Linked DNA regions of Rattus norvegicus: regions 1 and 3 are each linked to region 2. The links are chromatin contacts, called in public Hi-C maps. All regions are on one chromosome and are shown on one strand. Each heading gives the region's core, a stretch centred on a gene start, on an enhancer-like site or on the middle of the called end of the contact. The rest is flanking DNA. Distances are from core to core; before and after follow the strand shown. Region 1 has its middle 120 kb from the start of Lrig3. Region 2 overlaps Lrig3 (leucine-rich repeats and immunoglobulin-like domains 3). Region 3 has its middle 160 kb from the start of Lrig3.

What was found. Hi-C and Micro-C count contacts between places; a contact is called where the count stands out from the background.
Region 1: a Hi-C map of liver shows a contact between it and region 2, with 2.3 times the contacts expected there. The contact joins two enhancer-like sites. A contact is called at or near these places in 3 of 12 Hi-C or Micro-C datasets (kidney and liver).
Region 3: a contact with region 2 is called in a Hi-C map of liver, with 4 times the contacts expected there. The contact joins two enhancer-like sites. A contact is called at or near these places in 8 of 12 Hi-C or Micro-C datasets (the A7r5 cell line, the Rat2 cell line, Schwann cells and 4 more).

What each region holds. Positions count from the first base shown.
Region 1 is chr7:63,581,985-63,584,684 of GRCr8, forward strand. No RefSeq gene overlaps it. Among named protein-coding and RNA genes, the nearest start is that of Lrig3, 120 kb to the right of the region's middle. Within about 2 kb of position 1,292, at least 5 of the 93 cell types and tissues checked have an H3K27ac peak or open chromatin away from gene starts, as enhancers often do. A contact at or near this core is called in liver, where this site is marked.
Region 2 is chr7:63,730,237-63,732,936 of GRCr8, forward strand. It overlaps Lrig3 (leucine-rich repeats and immunoglobulin-like domains 3), which reads left to right. Exons shown (of 19, transcript XM_216905.11): 4 at 1,343-1,474; 5 at 2,358-2,501. Among named protein-coding and RNA genes, the nearest start is that of Lrig3, 30 kb to the left of the region's middle. Within about 2 kb of position 1,330, at least 13 of the 93 cell types and tissues checked have an H3K27ac peak or open chromatin away from gene starts, as enhancers often do. A contact at or near this core is called in liver, where this site is marked.
Region 3 is chr7:63,536,962-63,539,663 of GRCr8, forward strand. No RefSeq gene overlaps it. Among named protein-coding and RNA genes, the nearest start is that of Lrig3, 160 kb to the right of the region's middle. Within about 2 kb of position 1,325, at least 6 of the 93 cell types and tissues checked have an H3K27ac peak or open chromatin away from gene starts, as enhancers often do. A contact at or near this core is called in liver, where this site is marked.

The DNA.
Region 1 (2,700 bases), core at 42-2,541, 150 kb before region 2:
ATTAATAGTATAAAGTAGAAAAGAAATCATGGAATCATCTTGAATATGGTAGTTTTCTTTTTATGATATATTCAAATCACCTTTATTTGGTTTTGCAACATTATATTATTTGAATATATTGTTTCCCCCAAAAACACAATATCAAAAAGGTTTTGTTGAGATATTTATATTTTACCTTTCTCAGGTGCTCTTGCTGGTTAGCTACACGAGCACAACAATTTTCATGATTATTACCTTACCGGTAAAGACTAACTTTTATCTGCCATCAGGTGGTTTGCTGTGAACTTCTGAATGCTCAAGGTAACCCCCACCTTTGAGGAGATCGGTAGGTAGTTCCTGCAGTCATCAGAAGGACATTCTAATTCTTTTTTTTTTAACTTGAGTATTTCTTATATACATTTCAAGTGTTATTCCCTTTCCCGGTTTCCGGGCAAACATCCCCCTCCCCCCTCCCCTTCCTTATGGGAGTCCCCCTCCCAACCCTCCCCCCATTGCCGCCCTCCCCCCATAGTCTAGTTCACTGGGGGTTCAGTCTTAGCAGGACCCAGGGCTTCCCCTTCCACTGGTGCTCTTACTAGGATATTCATTGCTACCTATGGGGTCAGAGTCCAGGGTCAGTCCATGTATAGTATTTAGGTAGTGGCTTAGTCCCTGGAAGCTCTGGTTGCTTGACATTGTTGTACTTTTGGGACATTCTAATTCTTAATGGACCCTTTCAAATGTCTGTCACTAACTAATCCCCATGACCTATGTACCTGTCTCTAACCATCCCTGCACTGAGCCTTGGATGACTGGCGCCTGAGCCGGACTACTCTGTCTTGAAAAGCTGAGGTGAGGACTACTTCCCCATGAACTGTAAGACAAAGAGTTGATAGTTTGGGCCAACACGAAAGCCTCTGGGAACTGACCAACCACTTTTTTTCTTGTCAATCAAAAGTGGCTGGGCAGAAGGGAAAGTTCAGGTACAAAGTCAAAGAGATCCAGCTTGTGGAGCTGAAAGTGTCAAAGGTCAAAGTGCCAGCTATGGAATGTGGCCTGGACTGTTCCCTCCCCCCACAGCCTACCCCGCCACCACCTGAGTACATAACTGGATCAGTTACCTAGCTATTGAGTGCGTGGAACCCTCTACTTGGTGGACAGTTCTTATATTAGAGTCCAGCGACGCCATTTTCTTCATGTAGAATTGCTATGTCCATTACTTTAGGTTGGCACCCTATGTACAAAAGTAAAGTTTAACTCAAACGTTATATTCTTTGTCAAATTTTCAAGAGTGCCTTGCACACATTAGCAGGTTCAGTGGTACCTGTTAATCATTAGCACTGTTCGGCATCAGAACAGAAGGTAAATACAACGTCCCAGGAGATATTTGAGCAAATTCTCATTAACGAGTTTGTACTGCAAATTAGAAAAAAAGTTTAATAAAACATCTGTTAGTGAGCCATAGCAGGGGAAAAATGAACTTGAATACGTCCAGAATTGCTTCCAAAGAAATGCAGGCTCTGTGTTCCAAAGGTTAAAGTATATAGCATTTATGACATGGAAACTGTATTTTTAGAGAGAGTCGACTTAGTTGAAGATTCTTGAAAATGAAATTCAGGCAGTGCTCTGCTTAATGGAGAGCCTTTTCTTAATTTTCTATGGATTTTAAAAATTATATAATTGCAAATGTTCATTAGGATATAATTAAATAGCTCTGTTTCCCTAGTTACTAATATGTGCCAGGGTGCTGCAATTACCCAAGTAATTATGAAAGGAAAATATATGACTTGGCAAGCTTAGGAGAATTACTCTAGATACAGAGAGGCTCCGCTTTGGAGAAAAGACATTAAAATACAGCAGAGGGAAAAAAGACAAAAAAAATAACATAATCGGATGGGAATATTATATAATGGCTCGTGGTACATAGAAATGCCCACTCTTGATTTTTATGGGTGTATAGAAGAATACAATGATATTTGCTCAGCATCCGCAGAGGTCCAAGTCTGAAGATGTCCAATGCCCTTGGCTTCTTTATTGTACCTCTGATTTAGGCTAGTTCATGGCTTGGCCTCAAGTTTACTTATGGCGACTAATGTGATCTTTACATTATATTTTATTTTATGATATACTTAACAATAAGTGGAGCATAATTAAAACTGTGTGAGATCGAGGGAAAATGCCCAGAAACTAAATACCTTTTAAAAAAATGTGTTCTTTGCATTTAATAGCATCTGAACTATTTAAACAGCTTAAATTAAATTAAAGTTAATAGAGTTTAATTAAAGTTATAGTCAAAGGAGAAATATCCTCTCATAAAAAAAGAGAGTGTTGTGCTGGGTCGTGGGCATGTTTTCTTACCCGCTTTTGGTTTATACAGTGTTACATACATCCAGCCAACCACGAGTACTGTGTGGAAAAGAATCTTCCACTGCCACAGGTAAAATTTCCTGTTCATGAAAAACCTCAAAGATAGCCTGATCTGCCCAACCAAAACCGGGTTGTTTCATGGCCAAGAGTGGGAAAGCAGAATTCTCACATCAGCGATAAACGCTTGGGAAGAATTCACAGGGAGGAGAAGAGCCTGGATAGCCTGGGTCCGGAACATGGAGGAGAAGAGCCTGGATCCTGAGCACGTGGACAAAGACACTGCTTCCTGAGGCAGGTGAGGACTTGCCTCAGACTTTGTTTTTTTTCCCTGCATGTCCTGCTGTGGTGGATTCA
Region 2 (2,700 bases), core at 80-2,579:
ATGCCCGTCTGTAAGAATATGGCTGGGCATTTCCCCATTTGAAATGCAGCAGAAAAATGGTGGGATGGTTCTGTCTCATTTGATGCTGTCAGGTATATTCTTGAAATATGGATATTATAATAAAGGGATACACTTATTGTTGTTGATTGTAGAGACATAGTCTTCTTATATAGCTGGGATGACCCAGAATATCTGTCACTGCATCCTGAATGGTGGTGGCTTTAGAAGTGTGTGCCTTCGTACTCTGTGACATGTACTGTGTGTGTGTGTGTGTGTGTGTGTGTGTGTGTGTGTGTGTGTGTGTGTGTGTACATTTAAAGAACTGTATGTAGCCAGTGGCCAGTGACTACTATCCTTGTGGTCTACTTTGTTCCGCATCTGTTGTCCAGACTGGTAATATCAAGTGTGCCTTAATCTATCTGTCGTTAAGGACTGTTCAGGCTGGTCGCTCTTCTTTGTAACATAGAAGACCCAGTAGCTCTTTCTCTGGTATGGAAGCCTCTGGCAGCTTAGTAACTTGTTGTAAAAACAGGGACTCTTTCTAGCCAGGAACCAAAGCAGCCACAGAGTGGTAAGGATTGGGAGCTGATTGGCACTGTGGTGTGAGAGTACAGTCTAAAAAAGAATCCGACTAGGTATCAAAAAGAAATAGAGTTGGCTGGATGGTTCTGAAGGTAGATAGGTAGATGTGCCTGCCTACAAGCCTAGCCAGCTGACCAGGGTCCCCAGAACCCATGGAAACACAGACGTGGAAGTGACAAACTTGACTTCCCAAAGTTCCCTTCTGATCTCCACGTGTGAGCTCTATCCCACTAATAGTACTAACTTTAAATATATGGGTGTACATATATATACTTTAAATACTCATTGTATTATATTATGTATAATGGGGAATGAGACTGTAATATATAATTATATATACATATATATATGGGAACAAGACTAATATATGCATACATACATACATACATACATACATGCATACATACATGCATATGGAATGTGGAATGAGGGAGGGTAGCCTGGTGTGCCCACTCTGTTCTAGATGTTTCCTTTATTATCTAATAAAACAGGAAGACATAGAAAAATAATCTGAAAGAAAAAAGATCCATTAGTTGTGTTTAAAAGCACAACAACTATATATGCTTACTGTCCTGTCAGATTGGTGTAAGAACGTTCTTCATATGCTCTAGTATGACCTCAGAGCATGCAGGGCCATGTTGCTGTTTGAGAAGTACGGTTAGTTTTTCACACTTCTGAAGAACAGGTCAGGCATCGGTGCTTTTCTTCTCCCTTTGGATCGTACTGGTGACCGGTTGCTGGGATTGTGTTTTAATTACAGGGCAGGGAACGCCATCGACAAAATCCTCCCTGAGCAGCTGGAAGCATTTCAGTCCCTGGAGACTTTGGACCTGAGCAACAACAACATTTCAGAACTCAGAACAGCATTTCCACCCTTACAACTCAAGTATCTGTGAGTAAAATTACCCCCACAGTGACAACGTTGTTATAACTTGGGGCGGGGGCGTGCTTATGATTCAGGGAACCCAATTTTACTGCTGTTGATTGGAATATAACTTTCTTATCAACTTGAATAGGTTGAATAGCTTCAATCTTCTTTCTTACAATTTTGTATCACAGTCTTTAAAAATGCCCCAAATAGGGCATTGGTAACAAATTCCACACAAAGTATATATAATGCAGTATATATATGTAACAGATATCTGTCTCCTTCAGAGGTCTGTCTGTCTTTGCTGTCAGTATATGGGTATTAGTTACTTTGCCTGCTGCCTTTACCCAATTCCTAACAAGATGCCATTAGAGGGGAGGAGGGCTGATTCTGACTGACAGTTCAAGTCTTACCCTAGCAGGGAGGGCATGCTGGGAGAAGTGGCAGGCAGCCCTGTCACGTTGTGGTCAGGAAATCAGGCCAGATTATAGAACTCCAAGTCCTGCCCTCTGTGGTCTACTTCCAGCTAGGCCCTACCTCCCAAAGGTTCTACAACCTTCCGAAAGAGTGCCACCTGCTGGACAGTAAGTGTTGGAACTCATGAGCCTACACGGGACATTTCATATTAAAACTACAATGGATGAATCCTTCTATTTTTAGTTACTATTTTTCTGGTCCTGGATATGAAACCCAGGGCTTCTTCACACATTCCAGGTGAGCACTCTGCCACGGAGGCATATCCGAGCCCATAGGTGTAAACCTTCATTTGTTCGCGGGGAACAGTAGTAACAATTGTAAGGGTGCACTTATGGTCAGGTTCTCTGGAGACTCTCGGCAATGGGGAGATTGAATTTAACGTCCCCAAGAAGCCTGAGTAAGCCTCTGCTAACCTTCAAACTCTCCACAGGTATATCAATAGCAACCGAGTTACGTCCATGGAACCGGGGTATTTTGACAATTTGGGGAGCACTCTCCTGGTGCTGAAGCTGAACAGGAACCGCATCTCAGCCATCCCCCCCAAAATGTTTAAATTGCCTCAGCTGCAGCACCTGTAAGTGAATGTGGCCTCTTGGATATCACCTTATTTCCTCTAAACCTCTGGGGTCTGTGTCTGATGCCCACAGTGGGACAGGAGAAGTTTAGAGGCAAGCAAGTGACTGCCCTCCCTTTCATGGCGCAAGGGGTGGAATCTCCTGATTAGGAAAAGGCTTGCCAATTACCTCATGCCAGCTGCTGCCTGATAGGACATG
Region 3 (2,702 bases), core at 75-2,574, 190 kb before region 2:
TTATAGTCTGGTAAAGGGAGATGGGAGGGAACAAAGCAAACATCAAATGTACTGAGTGCTGAGCAGAGAGAAATGCATTGCCCATCTGACCTGTAGAAACCTCTGAAGGAGCGTCAATGCTTAAAAAACACGACGTCTACTGACTCAGGGTGTAGATATAACTGCTAAGTAAAAAGATCAAGATTCCCCCCTCCTAATTTCATATATCATAGAAGTTGAGAAACAGACATATAAATCTGAACTTTTAAATAACTGAGTGGGGCTGGAGAGATGGCTCAGTGGTTAAGAGCACTGACTGCTCTTCCAGAGGTCCTGGGTTCAATTCCCAGCAACCACCTGGTGGCTCACGGCCATCTGTAATGAGATCTATGCCCTCTTCTGGCCCATAGGCATTACATGCAGATAGGGCAGTCATATACCTAAAAATACTTAAATCTTTAAGAAAAAGAGAAATAATTGAGCAAAATGTGAAAGCTTCAACTCTTTAATTGACATAAAAGAAACTACAGGTACAGTCACCTGCAAGCTTCCCCCAACACTTGTATAACTCTGAAGACACTTACTCTGAGGTGTGTCTATTAGGAACCTTTCCTTGGAGTCAAGTAATGCTGTCTCAATCCTGAATATATAGAGAGATAAAAGGAGCAACACATATATGTATACATATCCTCACATCGAAACTGAAACATTCTTCAAACTTTTTCTTTTGTTTCCTTTCTCAGACCCAAACCATAAATACACCCAGTTCAAACCTGTATGTTTCAAAGCTACAGACAGATGTGAACAGTTAATATCAAGTGCACTGTGCTAAATGGAGTTTCTGCTCACTCTTACAGAGAACACACACACACACACACACACACACACACACACACACACACACACACACACGTGGAAGGCTATTAAAACTTTATTTCATCAGTGAATATTACTGGCCTGTCTCTGTCACCTCAAGAAATGGATGAAGTTTGCACCAAAACTGCTCTTCATCTTTTACATGGCTTGGAAAATTCATCTTTTTATAAGCTAATAATAGACAATATATTTTGCACACACACCCAAAAAAAATGCCAAATGTCAGTTTCCATTTAAGCATAGCTATGCAGTGGATTCCCTGCAGAACCAGAGCAATGTTTATGAAACAACCCCCAAAAGCATGGTTCAAGACGTTACGGAGACATAAGCCAGTCACATACAAATAAGCTGAGAAGTTTTCAAAAAAGCTCAACAGGAAATACTAAATGTACTGCAGCATTTCAGCAGCACCACCTGACTGGCTATGGCACGCACAGCCCTGCTGCTGCTGGCACCGGCTCTTGCTTTCTGGCTGGTCCCCGAGGAGGATGTTAGCAGCCAAACAGGTTTGAGCTGTGAAACTGTGAGTTCGTGCTGTACACAGCATTTACACGAAATGAGGCGAACAGCAGTAAATGGAGGGAATTTACCACTTTGAGGGAAGGAATGCATGTCTTAGCAGTATTCCCTCGGTACCAGCTCCCTTCACGTTTGAGCATTTTCCATGTACCTTACACAAACGCAGGCTCCTGTGCCCTGACAGCCACTATCTCAGCTCAACTCTTTATTCCGTCCCTTGTTGAGTAGACAATATCTCTGATTTTTTTTTGGGGGGGGTGGGGGCTGCTTTTTTTTTTTCATTACAACTAATTAAATCTGGGAGGAACGGCATAACAGAGCGATTTAAAAAGTGCAGTTAGAGTCCAATGACGCTCATTGCTTACTAGCTGTGAGGCTTTGGATAAATGCTCTAATAGCTTTAAATGCTTTAAATCTCAATTTCAGCATATGTAAGCTGGAGGTGTTGGTATTTGTTACGTCATGGCACTACTGATGGAATTATGAGATAATGAATGGAGCATCTAGCAGACATCTGACACAGAGATTTGAAGGGAGCTTGTGTTCTTTACGCAGTACTCAATGGATGGGTGATTTTAGAGGGATCATTCTGTGTGGTTTGAACTATATGAATAAATTTGGATAAAGAAGCATGGGTGTGTTTGCGTGTGCATGTCTATGTGTTAAGTTGAAAGTTTGTAATATCCTTGTGTTTGTCACACATTGGTTCTGAATGTCTACCCATCTCTGGGATTATAAAACCTTAGTGTGGGTATGGATAAGTATAGGTTTACCTAACACACAGAGAATATAGGGATATTCCGCAGAGCAGTCCAGACTTCCCCTGCCTGGAGTCTCTTGGAATTTTTCACCCAACATCATTGCATAGAAGTCCAAGTTAGGAATTCTATGTCTGTGCTGTGGATCCCACAGTGATCTCCTCCTTCACTTCCCTTGTTGATTTTTCAGTAACAAGCCTGTCCTTGTGCCCAGCCAGCTATTCTGTAATGTGTATCATGCCTCAAGTGACAGCTGGCTTTCCAAAGAGGAGTAGGAATCACCTCTGAATCAATGAAACACTGACCTTGCATATTTCAGAGCGTTTACAAAGTGATCAATCAGTTATCAGGACCCTCCGAATCCCTTGAAACCAACGCCTTGAACCCAGAGCTACCTATCTTTATCCTGGGTTGGTAGTTGAACAATTAAATGTATTTAAAAAAATCTCTCTGCTTCATCATAACACGTACCTTGTGGAAACACGATGAAATGTTCCACCAGGGAACGTGATAGCTAGAAGGCAGATCATTGCTCTACATCTGTATGAGCAAGAACATACATTAGTTTTA